Regions from separate parts of the Sus scrofa genome. Here all the other regions are linked to region 2. The links are chromatin contacts, called in public Hi-C and promoter capture Hi-C maps. All regions are on one chromosome and are shown on one strand. The core of a region is the stretch at or near the end of the contact, and the rest is flanking DNA. Distances in the headings are between cores, read along the strand shown. Region 1 holds the start of TRPM4 (transient receptor potential cation channel subfamily M member 4). Region 2 holds the start of RRAS (ras-related protein R-Ras). Region 3 holds the start of DHDH (dihydrodiol dehydrogenase).

Region 1 (4,518 bases), core at 1,680-4,179, 340 kb before region 2:
CCACTCTCCTCCTCGCTGGAGGCACCTCCCGCCTCCCTCCCAGCCAGTGGGTTGGGGATGATGGTGACGGGCAGCTCCTCCTCCTCCTCGTCGTCTTCCTCCTGGTGGTCCTGGCTCAGTGGGACCCAAACCTCAGCCCTCTCTTCCCTCCTCTCCTCCTCCTCTTCTTCCTCCTCCTCTTCCTCCTCCTCCTCCTGGCTCAGGCTGAGGCCATGACCTTCCTCCTCGTCTTCCTCATCCTCCCGGTCCAGGCTGCCCTGGTGGGTGCCTTCTCCTTCCTCTTCTGAACCTTCACCATCCTCTTCAGGGGAGCTGTGGTCCTCTTCCTCTTCCTCCTCGGAATCACCCTCCCCTAAATGGCTTCTATCCTTGACCCCCATGTGTTCCCGGGGACGGGAGCTAGTCTCTTCTTTGATGGATCCTCTGTGGCCTTGCTGCCTGTGGCTGGCAGGCTGGTGGCCAAGCTTGGTGGAGATGTCCTCATCTTCCTCCTTGAGGACCCCGGGGTGGTGACGACCAGGGCTCTCTCTCGTATATTCGTCTGGGAAGTCCTCCTCCTCCTCAGTGCTCTTGTGGCCTTGGGCTTGGGGGCTTGCAGCATGGTGGCTGAACTTGACCGTGATCTCCTCCTCTCCTTCCTCCTCCTCATCTCCAAGGCCATGGTGGGTATGTCTGGGAACCTGGTGCCAGTGTTCAGTGGATACGACCTCATCCTCATCTTCCTCATTTCTGTGGCCTGGGTGTCCGTGGCCAGGGACATGATGGTGGTGCGAGTCTGAGACGTCTCCATCCTCTTCCTTCTCGTGGCCTTGATGCCCGTGCGTCTGATATTTGTACTCAGCGGAGTCACCGTCATTGTCGTCATCTTCTTCTTCTTCATGGCCTCGGTGTCTGTGGCTGGGGCCGTGATGGTGACGTCCAGCTGAGACGTCTTCGTCCTCTTCCATCCCGTGGTCTCGGTGCCCGTGGGCCTGGTGTCCATACTCGGTGGAGATGCCGCCTTCCTCCTCCTCTTCCTCCTCCTCTTCTCCATGGCCTCGGCGTACATGCCTGATGATATGATGGTGTCGCTCGCTGGACACAATTTCATCCTCATCCTCGTCTTGGTGGCCGTGGCTCCCATGGCTGGGGAAGTGGTGCCTGGGCTCAGCTGAATCATCCATGTCTTTGCTCCCACGGCCTCTGTGCCCACCCGCCTGCGGAGCATGCGCTGTGGTTCCCTCCTCCTCAGAGATGTTCTCATCTCCCACCTCGTGGCCTTGGTACCTGTGGCCTTGGCGGGGATGGGCTGCTTTGGAGACATCTTCTTCCTCTTCTCCGTGGTCTCCAGAGGCCCAGAAATGATGCCCACTCTCCGTGGAGACATCGCTGTTCTCATCCCCATGGCTTCTATGGCTATGCCCGGAGTGACCGAACTTGCCTGATGCGTCCTCTGTGGGCCCGGGGATGCCTGCGTTGTTGTTCAAGTTGCTGGGGCCCAGCCCAGCCCCTCTCAGCTGCTGGGTCATAGCAGGGGGGAGGAGCAGGCTGGCCACAGCAGCCCAGAGGAGAGACGCCTGCAACCATGGCCCAGGGTGGCCCATGGGGACAGACCAGCAGCAGAGCTTCTCCCTGGGCTGGCTCCCGCTGTGGCTGAGGCTATGTCGATGAATACTGGGGTCCCTGTCCCTTTGGGGTCCTTCTCTTTCTTTCTCCCTGTGTCTTTCCTTTGCTGTGTCTCTCTCTGTCTCTGCCCTCTGGCCCTCACTGCCAGGCTCCAGACACCCCTCTGAGACAATCTCCAGAACCCCCTGACCCCCTCCGCCCCTCCCTCCCGCTCCCCAGCCAATAGGGTCTCTCCCCTCCCCTCTCTGTGGCTAAATTTACTTTCGGCCCGGAGTTATTCTGGGTTAGGCCCGGCCTGCCCCTCCCCTCCGGCTCTTTCTCCTCTCAGCTGGGGAGGGGGTGAGAGAAGGGGTCTCTCTTTGGCCAGGAGAGGGGGCCAAGGGACTTGATTTTGAATGCCGACAAGTTCCGGTTTGGCAGCTGCAAAAATGGTGTCAAATTTTCAGTGGGCCAATTTGGGGGGAGCCCGGGCCATGGGAGGAGGGGAGCGGGAAGGGTGTATTTGAGGGGAGAGACCCCTGCCAAGGAAGGATTGGGGGTTAGATTATGGGGAGTTTCCGGCCAGAACGGGCGACTTTGCTGAGATGGTGGATGCCCACAGGGAAGCCCTGGACAGGGGTGAGAGGAATTGTGCTCCAGCGTGCGTACCCATGACCTCCTGTCCCTGGAACTCAGATCTGGGGGCAGGGGATGGGGCCAGGCCAGGGCTATAAATACAGCAGGGGGTGTGTGTGTGCAGGGGGCTCAGGTTACTCAGGAGGCTGCAGCTGTCCCTGTCCCTGGAGAGCTAGCAGGAGACATGGGGGCCCTGCCTGTGTATCAGTACCTCCCCCTCATCCTATCACTGCTGTCCTCACCCCTCGCTCTTTGGGTTCCCAGCCTTCTCTGTGGGTTCCCTTCTCTCAGTTCTTGTTTCTTCACCCGCTCTCTTGGAGTCCCTGTCCCCCTCCCCAGGATTCTGTCCCCTTCTCACTCTCAGGCTTCTGTCTCTCCCTCTCAGTCTGAGTGTCTCCGCCGCGCCCCCACCCCGCCCCCGCCAACTTCCTTCCAAGCACCCCCCCCTCGCTTTGGGTCGATGTAGCCCCTCGCCAATCTCTGTCCCCCCTTTCTGATTCCCTGTCCCAACCTAAGGCTTCGTGTCCCCATCCCATCCCCTTTTTGTGTGCCCTCTCCCTCATCACTGGCATTTCCTCTCTGAGTCCCTGTCCCCCACCCCGGGTCCCCGGCCCCCTCTCCCCGGGTCTCGCCTGCCGGTCCCTCAGACCCTTTGCCCCGCCTCCCGCTCTGCGCGTCTCCGAGATTCCCCGCCCCCTAGACCTGGCCCCGCCCAGGCTGGGCTGGGACGTAGTGGATCCGGTTTGTCCCGGGCGCGTCTAGAGCCCGGGTTGGTTGAGGGAATGCAGGGAGTCGGATAGTTTGCAGAGGCTGCAGCAGCATGGTGGGTGCGGAGAAGGAGCAGGTACAGCGGCCGGACCCCGGGTCTGAGGGAACAGGGAGCTGGGGGCCGGGACCCCTGGTTCCCGGAGAGGAGGGCGCTGGAGACCCAGATTCTTGGGTCAAAGAAGGGGGCTGCTGGGGCCTCGGACGCCTGGGTCCTTGGGGACAGATGGGGGCTGGGGGGAATCGAGTCTCCTGAGTTTGGGGGAGGCGGGCGCTGGGGTCCTGGACTCCTAGGTCTAGGCTGGGGCGCGGGTGAGTCACTCTGTGTCCCTTAGGACTGAACTGGTTCCCCTTCACCCCTTGTTCTTGTCCCCAGAGCTATATCCCCAAGATCTTCAAGAAGAAGACGTGCACAACTTTCATCGTTGACCCCACAGATCCGGGGTGAGGAGCCCACCCGGGGACCGACCCCAGATGTCCACCCCGCCCACCTCAGACCCCGCCCTTCGGCTCCTCCCCTCCCCCAGTCCTGTCCCCGCAGACACTCCCAAGGGCGTTCCCTGGTGGCTCTCTCCCTCGGGGAGGGCTTCGGTCCTTCTGCAAACACATCCAACTAATCCTTCTCACGCTCAGGGTCCGTGTTAAAGCCCCAGGGCTGGGTTCCGTTTCTTTCCTTCCTCGTGTCTCTCCCGTGTGTCTCCGCCTCCTGGTGTCACTTTCTCTGTTTTTCTCTCTCGACTGTCGCTGTTTCATTCATTCGTCCACTCCTCCAAGAAACCCTCACTCCGCACGTCCAAGGGGGCATGATTTTCAAGAGCACAGGCCCTGCTAGGGTTCTAATCTCGGCTGGGACACGTGCTGTGTGGCTTTGGGCAAAACGTTTCACCTCTCTGGGCCTCATCCGTCATCTGGGCATAAAAACAGGCTCTGGCTCTACCTGCTGGAATTCTTGCGCGAATTAAACAAGTTAATGCTTGTGATACTTCCGAACGTGCCCAGCACATGGTAAGCACTGGAAAATAGCTCTGGTTCCTCCAGGAAGGTAGCAGTTACCTAGTGTGTGCAGGCTCTGGGCTGGTGCTCCGTGGCTGGGCGGTGGCCACCCTTAGGGACTCCTGGCCTTCAGCAATGTTTTCTCAAGGGGTTTCCGGCTTCCTGGTGTCCTCAAGATGATCTTTGGGGTGTGGGAAATACCAACATTCCTAACTTGGTATGCGTATTATTATGAATTTATTAGTGCAGGATGGCTTGAATTATGTATAAATAGACATATTATTTAGGGGTGAGTGCTCAAAAACCTTTTGCAGATGGAAGTGTGGTCCAGAAAGTTTAGGAACCTCTGCTTTGGTGGGAGGAAGAGGATTCTAAGGCGAGAGGATGGGAGCTGCCAAAGACATGCCACTGTGCCTGGTGGGAGCCAAGAGGAGGCATCTGGCTGAGGCTGCGGAGGCCCTTGGGGTGTCACCAATGGCTCCTGGAGGGGAGGGCAGTGAGGTGACATTTAAAGGTGACAAAGTTGGAGTTTGAGAAGTT
Region 2 (4,115 bases), core at 808-3,307:
GGAGAGGACGCTTTACTACAGGGTCCCAGCAGGGATGATGGAGGCCTGCCTCCCTTATCCCCTGTGCTCCCCAGGCCCCTCTCTCCAAGGGGCTCCCGGCCCCATCCCTCTTTTTGATATAAAGTTGCATTTCCCGAGTCGGGATGATGCCCTGGCTATGCGGCATTGAACACATCACTCCCCCTCTAAATCACTGCCCCTCTCCTGACCCCGATTTTCTCCCTGGGGAAATGAAGATCAAAAGAGTGCTACCCTCAACCCAGTGTGTGAGATTCAGGGAAAATCCTCGTTAAGCATTTCATATCGTCTGCGCATAGTAGGCGCTCAGTCACTGGGACCTTTTGCCATCCAGCATATCTGCATGTGTTCTTCCCCCTTTCTTCCCTCTTTTTTTCTTCCTCCTCCTCCTCCTCCCTCTCCCCCTCCCCCTGGGCAGCTTCCAGTGTCTCCTCCCAGGGGAAGATCCCGGTTCCAATCCGGCTGCTGAGACGCTGCCCCGCCCGCAGGCGGGGCCCCTCCCTTCCTGCCTGGGTCCCGGCCGCCTCCATCCAGGCCCTGGGCCAGCTTTGGGTCTGCCCCTGGGTGCAAGGGGCCCAGGGCTTGGGGCCTTTCTCTACCCAGACAGGAGCTCCCATGCACGCGCTGTCTGGGGTCTCTTCAGGGGTCTGGGGCCCAGGGACCTCAGGGGTGGCATCCCTGGAGCAGACACCTTTCTAGGGTTTCTCCCAGGTGGGAGAGTTTCCCCTGGGGAAAGGGGTGGAAGTTTCCTGGGCAAGGGTGGATTTTCAGAAGAGAAGGGGTGATCTGGCAGCTGCTGGGGGTCCGAAGGCTGCATCCTGCCTGTCGTGGAGGGTGCTTGGTAAGGGGCAGTGCAGGGGCCTGGCCCTGGGGGGTTTAGGGGTGTGTCTGCAGAGTAAACCGGGAGAAGCTCAGGTGGGCGAACTGGGGGCTGGAGAGCATGGGGGAGGGTTGTCATAGAATATAAGTACATGTCTAGAGAGTCGTAGAGACCTGGAGATACATTTAAGAGGTCAGAGAAACTCCAAAGGAGCAGGTCTTTCTGGAGGTGTCAAGACTCTGGGGGCTTCTTCCATGGAAATGATCTGGGGGCTAACCAGAATTTCTGAGAGGGGCTCAGGAGATCAGAGTGGAGGAAAACTCACGACGGAGGAGTGGATGGTTTTCCTTGAGGAAGGGTAGGGGTCTGGATCTGGTGGGATGGGGGATCCCCAGAACTTGGAGTCTTAGTGGGAATGGCCAAGGGGCAGGATCTTTTTGCAGTCTCTTGGGTCTGAGGGGGTCTCCCTGAGGACAGGGGTGGGATGGAGTCCTAGATGGATCTCAGGGGCCAAGTCTGGGCATAATTTCTACTTTCTGGTGGAGGTCTCTGAAGGGGCTAAACAGCCAGGTTGGGGTAATGTCAAGGGCATTCTCCCAGTTACTGAGCGGCTCAGAGGGGAAGCTGAGGTCAGGGATTTGGGAGAGGTAGGGCTCAGGGTGCGAGGAGGTGGCCCCGAGCGGGGTGGGGGCCCATGAGAATGCTTAGGGTCTAAATGGGTTGACTCTTCTGGATTTAGGGTGCTCCCAGGAGGCATCCAGGGTCAGGTCAGCAGAGGAGCGGGGCTTTGGATACTTGGGGTAGGGGTGGTGGGTCTCAGGATACAAGGACAGGAGGAAGGTCCCTCATGTAGGGGGTGGAGGCCCTGAGGGGCTCAGGGTCACATCTGAGGGGACATTTTTAAGATTAGAAAGCCTCATAAGAGGGTCTCAGTGATGGATGGAGGGGAAGCCGGAGTCTTGGGGATCCCGCCAAGGGCTCAGGTCTGGGTGGGTCCCGGGGGCACCCCCCGGGGTGAAGGTCCACTACCTGGATGAACTGGATGGTCAGCGCGCTCTTGCCCACGCCGCCGCCGCCCACGACCACCAGCTTGTGTGTCTCGCTGGGTGGGGGGTCCCCGGGTCCCGGCCCCCCGCCCCGGGGCCGCCCCCGCCCTGTCCCGGACGCCGCCCCGCTGCTCATGTCGCTGCCGCTGCCGCCGCTACCGCCTGGGGCGGGGGGGGGGACCGGGCGGGGCCTAGGGGCGGACCACGTTAATAAGGGTACTGCATAAACATGAGCTCCAGCAAGAAGGGCTCCTTACTTGGGACACTTAGAGGCAGGCAAGACCTGGGAAAAGGAGGAGCTATGCTAATACGGATAGGAGTACGGCTGTCGCTGAGAAGGGGAATTCCGAATGGGGCGGGAACATGCTAATGAGAGAACTGTGCTCACCCCGAGCAGCGCCACGCGCTCTCGGCTGGCGGGCCGGGGGGGCGGAGCCATGCTAATAAGAGTTCTTATTCTCTTCGTAGACGGGTCCGGAAAATCGTTCGGGGTGGGACTATGTAAATGAGAAACCCTGTGTTGCAGCTAGCTTCTCAGGGTACCGTCCCCGAGGCCTTGTTCTAGTAGGCGGGGCTTGAGTCTTGCGCACGCGGCCGTATATAGGCGCGCTCTGAGGAAGGAGCGAGTCCTGAGGGGAAATTAACCTCTGTCCTGGGACCCAAGCCAAGCTCCCGACTCTGGCATCTGGGTTGGGTGATGGAGGCTCCGCCCGCTACGGGACCCAGGCTTCCGGTTCCCGCTGTCCCAGCCTAGCGGAAGACAGACTGGGAGGGGAGATGGGGCCCTGGAGGGGGGCCAGCGGGTAACCGGGAAGGGAGGGGCCGTGAGATCACTGCATTCCTAATTCATGAGCCAGCTCGCCCAAGCGGGGACGCCTGGGTTATGAAGGGTCTAGGGTCAGGATTTCCGAGTCTTGAAGGAGGAGAAAGCCCAGGACCCAGACCCCTGGGTCGCAAGGAGAGATTGTGACTGGAGGTTTGGACTCCTGGGTCCTGGAAGGAGGAGTTCTGGAGGTCCTTGCTTCTAGATTGCTGAGGGCCCGGACTCATCGGTCCGAGGGCTGAAGGAGCGGGGGGACCCAATATTCTGGATCCGAGGGAATTGGAATGGGGTACCCGAACCCCTGTGTTCGCGTAAGGCGTTTGAGACCAGGAATGGTCTGAGGGAGGCATGAAGGCCCGACTCCTGGATCTAAGAGGAAGGAGGGCTCGGACTTCTGAGGGAAATGTGAGTCCGGACCCCTCGGCTCTGAGAGGAATCGGATTTGGATTTTTCTGTTGTAAATGAGGAGGAAGCTGTAGGGCCGGGCTTCTTGGTTCTAAATTTAGAGAGAACTTGGGCATCAGGATTCTGGGATCCCCAGAATGTGGGCGGGGCAACTTCCAGCCAGTCCTGCTTCCCCCCCCCCCACGGCTCACTCCGCGGAACTACAACTCCCTTGCACCTGTCAGGCTGAGCGCTCTTTACGGCACTTCCTTTTCCGCTGCTCTTTCCGCGCGCGTGCAGGGCACTATGGGGCTTAATCGCGCGCTACCGCAACCCCGCCCACTTCACCCCTCATCCCCTCGCAGTCCCCGCGCGGCGGAGGCGACGCGCGGACTACGTCTCCCGGCGTACGTCGCGCGCACCCGGCCCATCTGCCCCGTTGACTGCTGGGAAACTGAGTCCGAAGCCTTCCCACCAGCCTTCACGGCACGGTGCTCGGTACTTGAAGTCCCGGCAAGCTCGGCGGCGTTTTAGCTCCTCCTTTCTCCTCCCTTTGCTCGCGAGCCCCGCCCCAGCCCGCCCCGCCCCGCGCCGGGGCCGGAGCCGCAGCCCGAGCGGCGGGGTAAGATGGCGGCGGCGGTCCGAGCGGCGGGGCTCGGGCCTATCGGGGTGGGCGGGGCGGAGTCGGGTCGCTACTTGTCCCGGGGTCCTCCCGACACGCCGCGGGGCCTGGAGGGCTTAGCGGGTCGGCCTTGGGCCCGGTAGCGGCGGCGGAGCCTGGCGCCGAGCGGGGGGCCTTCTCGAGGCCCCGGGACGGGTCTGGGGTGCCGGGGGGCATGGACCGGGCGTCTCCTAGAGGACTAGGGGCGTCCACAGGACCTGGACCGAGACTGAAGCCTGCCCTCCGTCATATAGCTGGCTTGGGTCATTTCTGTAGGCACTGTTGAATGTCTTTATAGGCTGACCCGAGGCTAGAGTCTGTTTGGAGGGTTCTGGGGCCATCTTGAGATCTTGAGATATGTCC
Region 3 (4,152 bases), core at 929-3,428, 470 kb before region 2:
GGGTCTCAGGGAGGAGGGGCTGGGCTGTCTAGTGCTACCATTTCCTCCCCCTGTTTCCAGATGACGCACCTGTCCCAGCTCCGGCTGGTGACCAGAAGGACGTGGATGCTTCAGAAAAGAAAGTTCCTGAACAGACCCCAGAGCTGCCCCAGCTGGATTCACAGCACCTGTGATCTCTCTGGGACCCCAGCACTCTGTGTTCCTTCCAAGGCTGATGGGTTCGAGGTGTCACAATCAACCTCCTCTGGGGCTTGGCGACATGTGTGACCTCCTGGGGGAGGGGGAACAGGATGGCTTTTCCAGGCGTCGTCTCTGCTGCCTCTGCTTCTGCAGCCTTCCAGTCTGTGGTCCCTTCATTTTCTGTCCCCCACCAAGGGACCCACCCTCTTGCGTCCAGTCGAGCACTCATTGGCTCAGTCTAACTTAGGGAAGCGCCCCCTGCCCAAGAGGCTCTGCTCCACACCTGCCTTTCTCCGTGGTTTGGCCTCACCGCCCAGGTTGTTGCCACCATAGCATCCCGTGTCCTCACAGCTGCTGGAGTCCTGCTGGCTGCTCAGTTCTCTTGGTTGACAGGGCTTGGGTGGTCCCTCATGATGTTTCTCAACCTTTTGTGGGACCAGCAACGCCTCAAAGACAGCATCTTCCCCCAGGCTGGGTGTGAGGACCAGAAGAGCCCTTAGCAGCGCTGCCCAGCTCTGATCCCAGGAGCGCCAGCTCTCCCTGACCCTGCCTTCCAGCCACCTCTGCCTCCTCCCTGACGACTTGACCCCTAGCCCTTTCCCCCACAGCCCCAGAGGGGGCCCGGAGCTGACCTCGCCCCAGGATGGCTTCCAGCCCCTCAGCCTCATGTGGGAGGCCCTGCCTACCTTTCTGGCCTTATCTCATGTGACTCCCTGTCCTGCTCTGTACTCTGGTTCCATCCAAATACACTTTCTGGAACAAATCAATGCCTCCGTTTCTTTGTAAATACTGTTCCTTCCAAAACTCCATCTGTGCTTCATCTTCATTCTCCATTTTTGGGGGGGTTGTGCCGCGGCCAGGGATCGAACTTGGCACACACAGCAGTAACCCAAGTCACAGCAGTGAAAACACCAGATCCTTAACTGCTAGGCCACCCAGGAACTCTGTCCTCATTCTTTAAGATAGATTCAGGAGTTGCCGTTGTGGTGCAGCAGGTTAACGTTCTTGTCACCGAAGCAGCTCCTGTTGCTGCCATGACATGGGTTCCATCTCTTGTCTGGAACTTCCACATGCCATGGGCATGACAGCAAAGAAAAAAAAAGGAACTTCATGGTTCCCAGTCGGATCGGTTAACCACTGAGCCACAACGGGAACTCAGAAAAGTAACATTTTTTTAAAAAGGAGTTGCTGTCATAGCTCAATGGAAACAAATCCGACTAGGAACCATGAGGATGCAGGTTCGATCCTTGGCCTGGCTCAGTGGGTTAAGGATCCAGCGTTGCCGTGAGCTGTGCTGTAGGTCGCAGACGCAGCTCAGATCTGGCGTTGCTTTGCCTGTGGTGTAGGCCCGCGGCTGCAGCTCCGATTCGACTCCTAGCCTTGGAATCTCCTTATGCCGCGGGTGCGGCCCTTAAAAGCAAAGGTAAAAAATAAAGTAAGAAATTGGGGATGAGGAAAGTAAAGCTCGGAGCTGGGAGCCTCGGTTGCCTGGGTTACCACAGGAGTCGTATAAATATTAAGTAATAAATATCAGTAAAAATGTTATCTTTGCTATTACTATCCCCTCTCCTTCTCCCCCTCCTCTCCCTCTTCCTCTCTAGCCCGGCAGTTCCCCGTTCCCGGGCGAAGGAGTTTGCGCGGAAACACGATGTTCTGAGCAAACGAGTCGGCGGAGCGATGAAAGGCGACAGGGCTCTTGGATCGAAGTTGGCAAGAACAGAAAGCCCCCTCCCTTTCTGTCACAGAGCGAAGAACGAAGTGTTTCTAGCCCACCCCCCATTGGGCGGAGCCAACAGTAGCTCTTCCAATGGGGACGCGAGAATTATATAACCTCCTGCCTGGCTCTGGGAATGAAGGCGGGCACCGGCCCAGTGGCCAATGAGGAGTAACGTAAGGGCGATGGGGCGGAGAAAAGGGCCACCCCTCAGAGCAAGGGGCCTCCGGTCTTTGACTTGCTCCGGGAGAAAGTGGGGACCTTTGAGACTCGGGGTTGGGGCGATGGCGCTTCGCTGGGGCATCGTGTCAGCCGGCCTTATCTCCAGCGACTTCACGACGGTGCTGCGGCTGCTGCCTCGCTCTGAGCACCAGGTCCGCCCTCCCTCCGGAGGCCCGTAGAAGAGCAGGGGAGGGGTGGGCGCAGAGGGGGACTCCCGGGTCTGAGGGAGGAGGGAGCTGGGGTTCTGTACTTCTGAATCTCCAAGGCGGTGAAACAACCTAAAATTCCCTGGGAGTTCCCGTCGTGGCGCAGTGGTTAATGAATCCGACAAGGAACCATGAGGTTGAGGGTTCGGTCCCTGCCCTTGCTCAGTGGGTTAAGGATCCGGCGTTGCCGTGAGCTGTGGTGTAGGTTGCAGACGCGGCTCGGATCCCGCGTTGCTGTGGCTCTGGCGTAGGCCAGTGGCTACAGCTCCGATTCGACCCCTAGCCTGGGAACCTCCATATGCCGCGGGAGCGGCCCAAAGAAATAACAAAAAGACCAAAAAAAAAAAAAAAATTCCTTGCACCCCCGTCTCGGAGGGCTGTAATTTCTCCCCGTATCGAGGCCGTCTCCATCACCTCTTTCCTCCCCGCCCCCATACATCTGTCTTTCACACCCATCCCAGCCCCTCAAGTCTGACCGTGGCGCCCCTCCAGGTGGTGGCGGTAGCGGCCCGGGATCTGAGCCGGGCAAAGGAGTTTGCGCGGAAACACGACATCCCCAAGGCCTATGGCTCCTATGAGGAACTGGCCAAGGACCCGAACGTGGGTAAGTTGCCAGGGCTCCCGGGCACCACTGGCACGCTGCCTCTAGGCTGCTGCGTGGGAGATGCAAAACTGGCGGGTTGAGCCCTTCTCTCAGAGATTCTGGAAGAACTTTGAACTGGGCGCCGGAGTGATAGGAATCAGTTTTGTCTGATATTAAGCGTCTAACGTGAAATTGCCGTTAGGAGGATCTACCTCCGCGGTAAAGGCAAAGCTTGAATTTCTCGGGAAGTCCTTCAGGGTTTAAATATGACCTTAGACTCTGGTTCTGCGTTATCAGAGTAGCCTGGATGGGGCGGAGCAGTCTCTAGAGTCAGGGGACTTGAGTTGGCATTTTTCTCCTCTCCTCGCTCTTCTCAATTGCCTCACTTGAAAGACGGGCAAAATAATCGTCTCTACTTCTTGGTGGTGGTGTGAGAATTAAATGATTTAATACGTTAATTCTAGAAGGCTGGAAATAATCTGAGGAAAACAGAATGACGGTAGAGGATGATTAGTTAGTTTCTACGAATTAGGGAGGCTAGTGTTTGGTCACCGCTGTAGGACGTCCGCCAAGCTTGGAGGGAAACCGATTCCTGGGATGCTGGGGGCGGGGCTTTTAGTGGTGGGCGATCCCTGAAGGCTCGGTGGGCGGGGCTGCCGATCTCCTGACCTCTTTTCTCCCGCCCTAGAGGTGGCCTATATTGGCACCCAGCACCCCCAGCACAAGGCCACGGTGTTGCTTTGCCTGGCAGCTGGCAAGGCCGTGCTGTGCGAGAAGCCCATGGGCGTGAACGCCGCGGAAGTGCGTGAAATGGTTGCCGAGGCCCGATCCCGAGGCCTCTTCCTAATGGAGGTGAGGGTGCAGGGGCCCTTCCAACACCCATCGTGGCGCTACTTGCTATTACCCAACCTGGCTGCAGGTCACTGGTGGTCATTTGCGGGGGAGCACAAGCATGGGTTTGCCAAGAGTTAAGATGGCTACAAATTGAACCAAGGTCCTTGGGTTTGTCAGGATGTAGTTGGGCTACTCCTTGGAATCTGCTCGCAATATTTCCCATGGGTAGAAGCCACTGCTTTTGGCTCTTAGCAAACATGGCCGCCTGAAGGATCCTTTGTCACCCTTTCAGAAAAAGATGCCAATAGTGAAAGTGGCAAAAAATGGCGGTGAGCTTAGTTTGGATGGATTTCTAGGGATAGAGGTCAGAATCCCCTACCAATAACTCTCAATGTCAAAGTGCCCTTTTTTTT

What was found. Promoter capture Hi-C pulls out the DNA fragments that hold promoters and counts their contacts. Hi-C and Micro-C count contacts between places; a contact is called where the count stands out from the background.
Region 1: a contact with region 2 is called in a Hi-C map of skeletal muscle, with 6 times the contacts expected there. The contact joins the promoter of TRPM4 here to the promoter of RRAS in region 2. A contact is called at or near these places in 4 of 47 Hi-C or Micro-C datasets (heart right ventricle, liver and skeletal muscle).
Region 3: a promoter capture Hi-C map of fetal liver shows a contact between it and region 2, with 2.9 times the contacts expected there. The contact joins the promoter of DHDH here to the promoter of RRAS in region 2. A contact is called at or near these places in 1 of 5 promoter capture datasets (fetal liver) and 1 of 2 datasets of contacts at active chromatin or transcription factors (alveolar macrophages).

The regions. Positions count from the first base shown.
Region 1 is chr6:54,339,845-54,344,362 of Sscrofa11.1, forward strand. It overlaps TRPM4 (transient receptor potential cation channel subfamily M member 4), which reads left to right and starts at 2,930. Exons shown (of 24, transcript XM_021094712.1): 1 at 2,930-3,064; 2 at 3,362-3,429. The coding sequence starts at 3,041. It overlaps HRC (sarcoplasmic reticulum histidine-rich calcium-binding protein), which reads right to left and starts at 1,794. Exons shown (of 6, transcript XM_003127287.5): 1 at 1-1,794. The coding sequence starts at 1,583.
Region 2 is chr6:54,682,657-54,686,771 of Sscrofa11.1, forward strand. It overlaps RRAS (ras-related protein R-Ras), which reads right to left and starts at 2,058. Exons shown (of 6, transcript XM_003355998.3): 1 at 1,868-2,058. The coding sequence starts at 2,020. SCAF1 (splicing factor, arginine/serine-rich 19) reads left to right here and starts at 2,681. Exons shown (of 12, transcript XM_003127346.5): 1 at 2,681-3,112. The coding sequence starts at 3,056.
Region 3 is chr6:54,208,515-54,212,666 of Sscrofa11.1, forward strand. It overlaps DHDH (dihydrodiol dehydrogenase), which reads left to right and starts at 2,179. Exons shown (of 7, transcript NM_214166.1): 1 at 2,179-2,268; 2 at 2,815-2,926; 3 at 3,594-3,757. The coding sequence starts at 2,179. It overlaps NUCB1 (nucleobindin 1), which reads left to right. Exons shown (of 13, transcript NM_001244488.1): 13 at 61-943. The coding sequence ends at 173.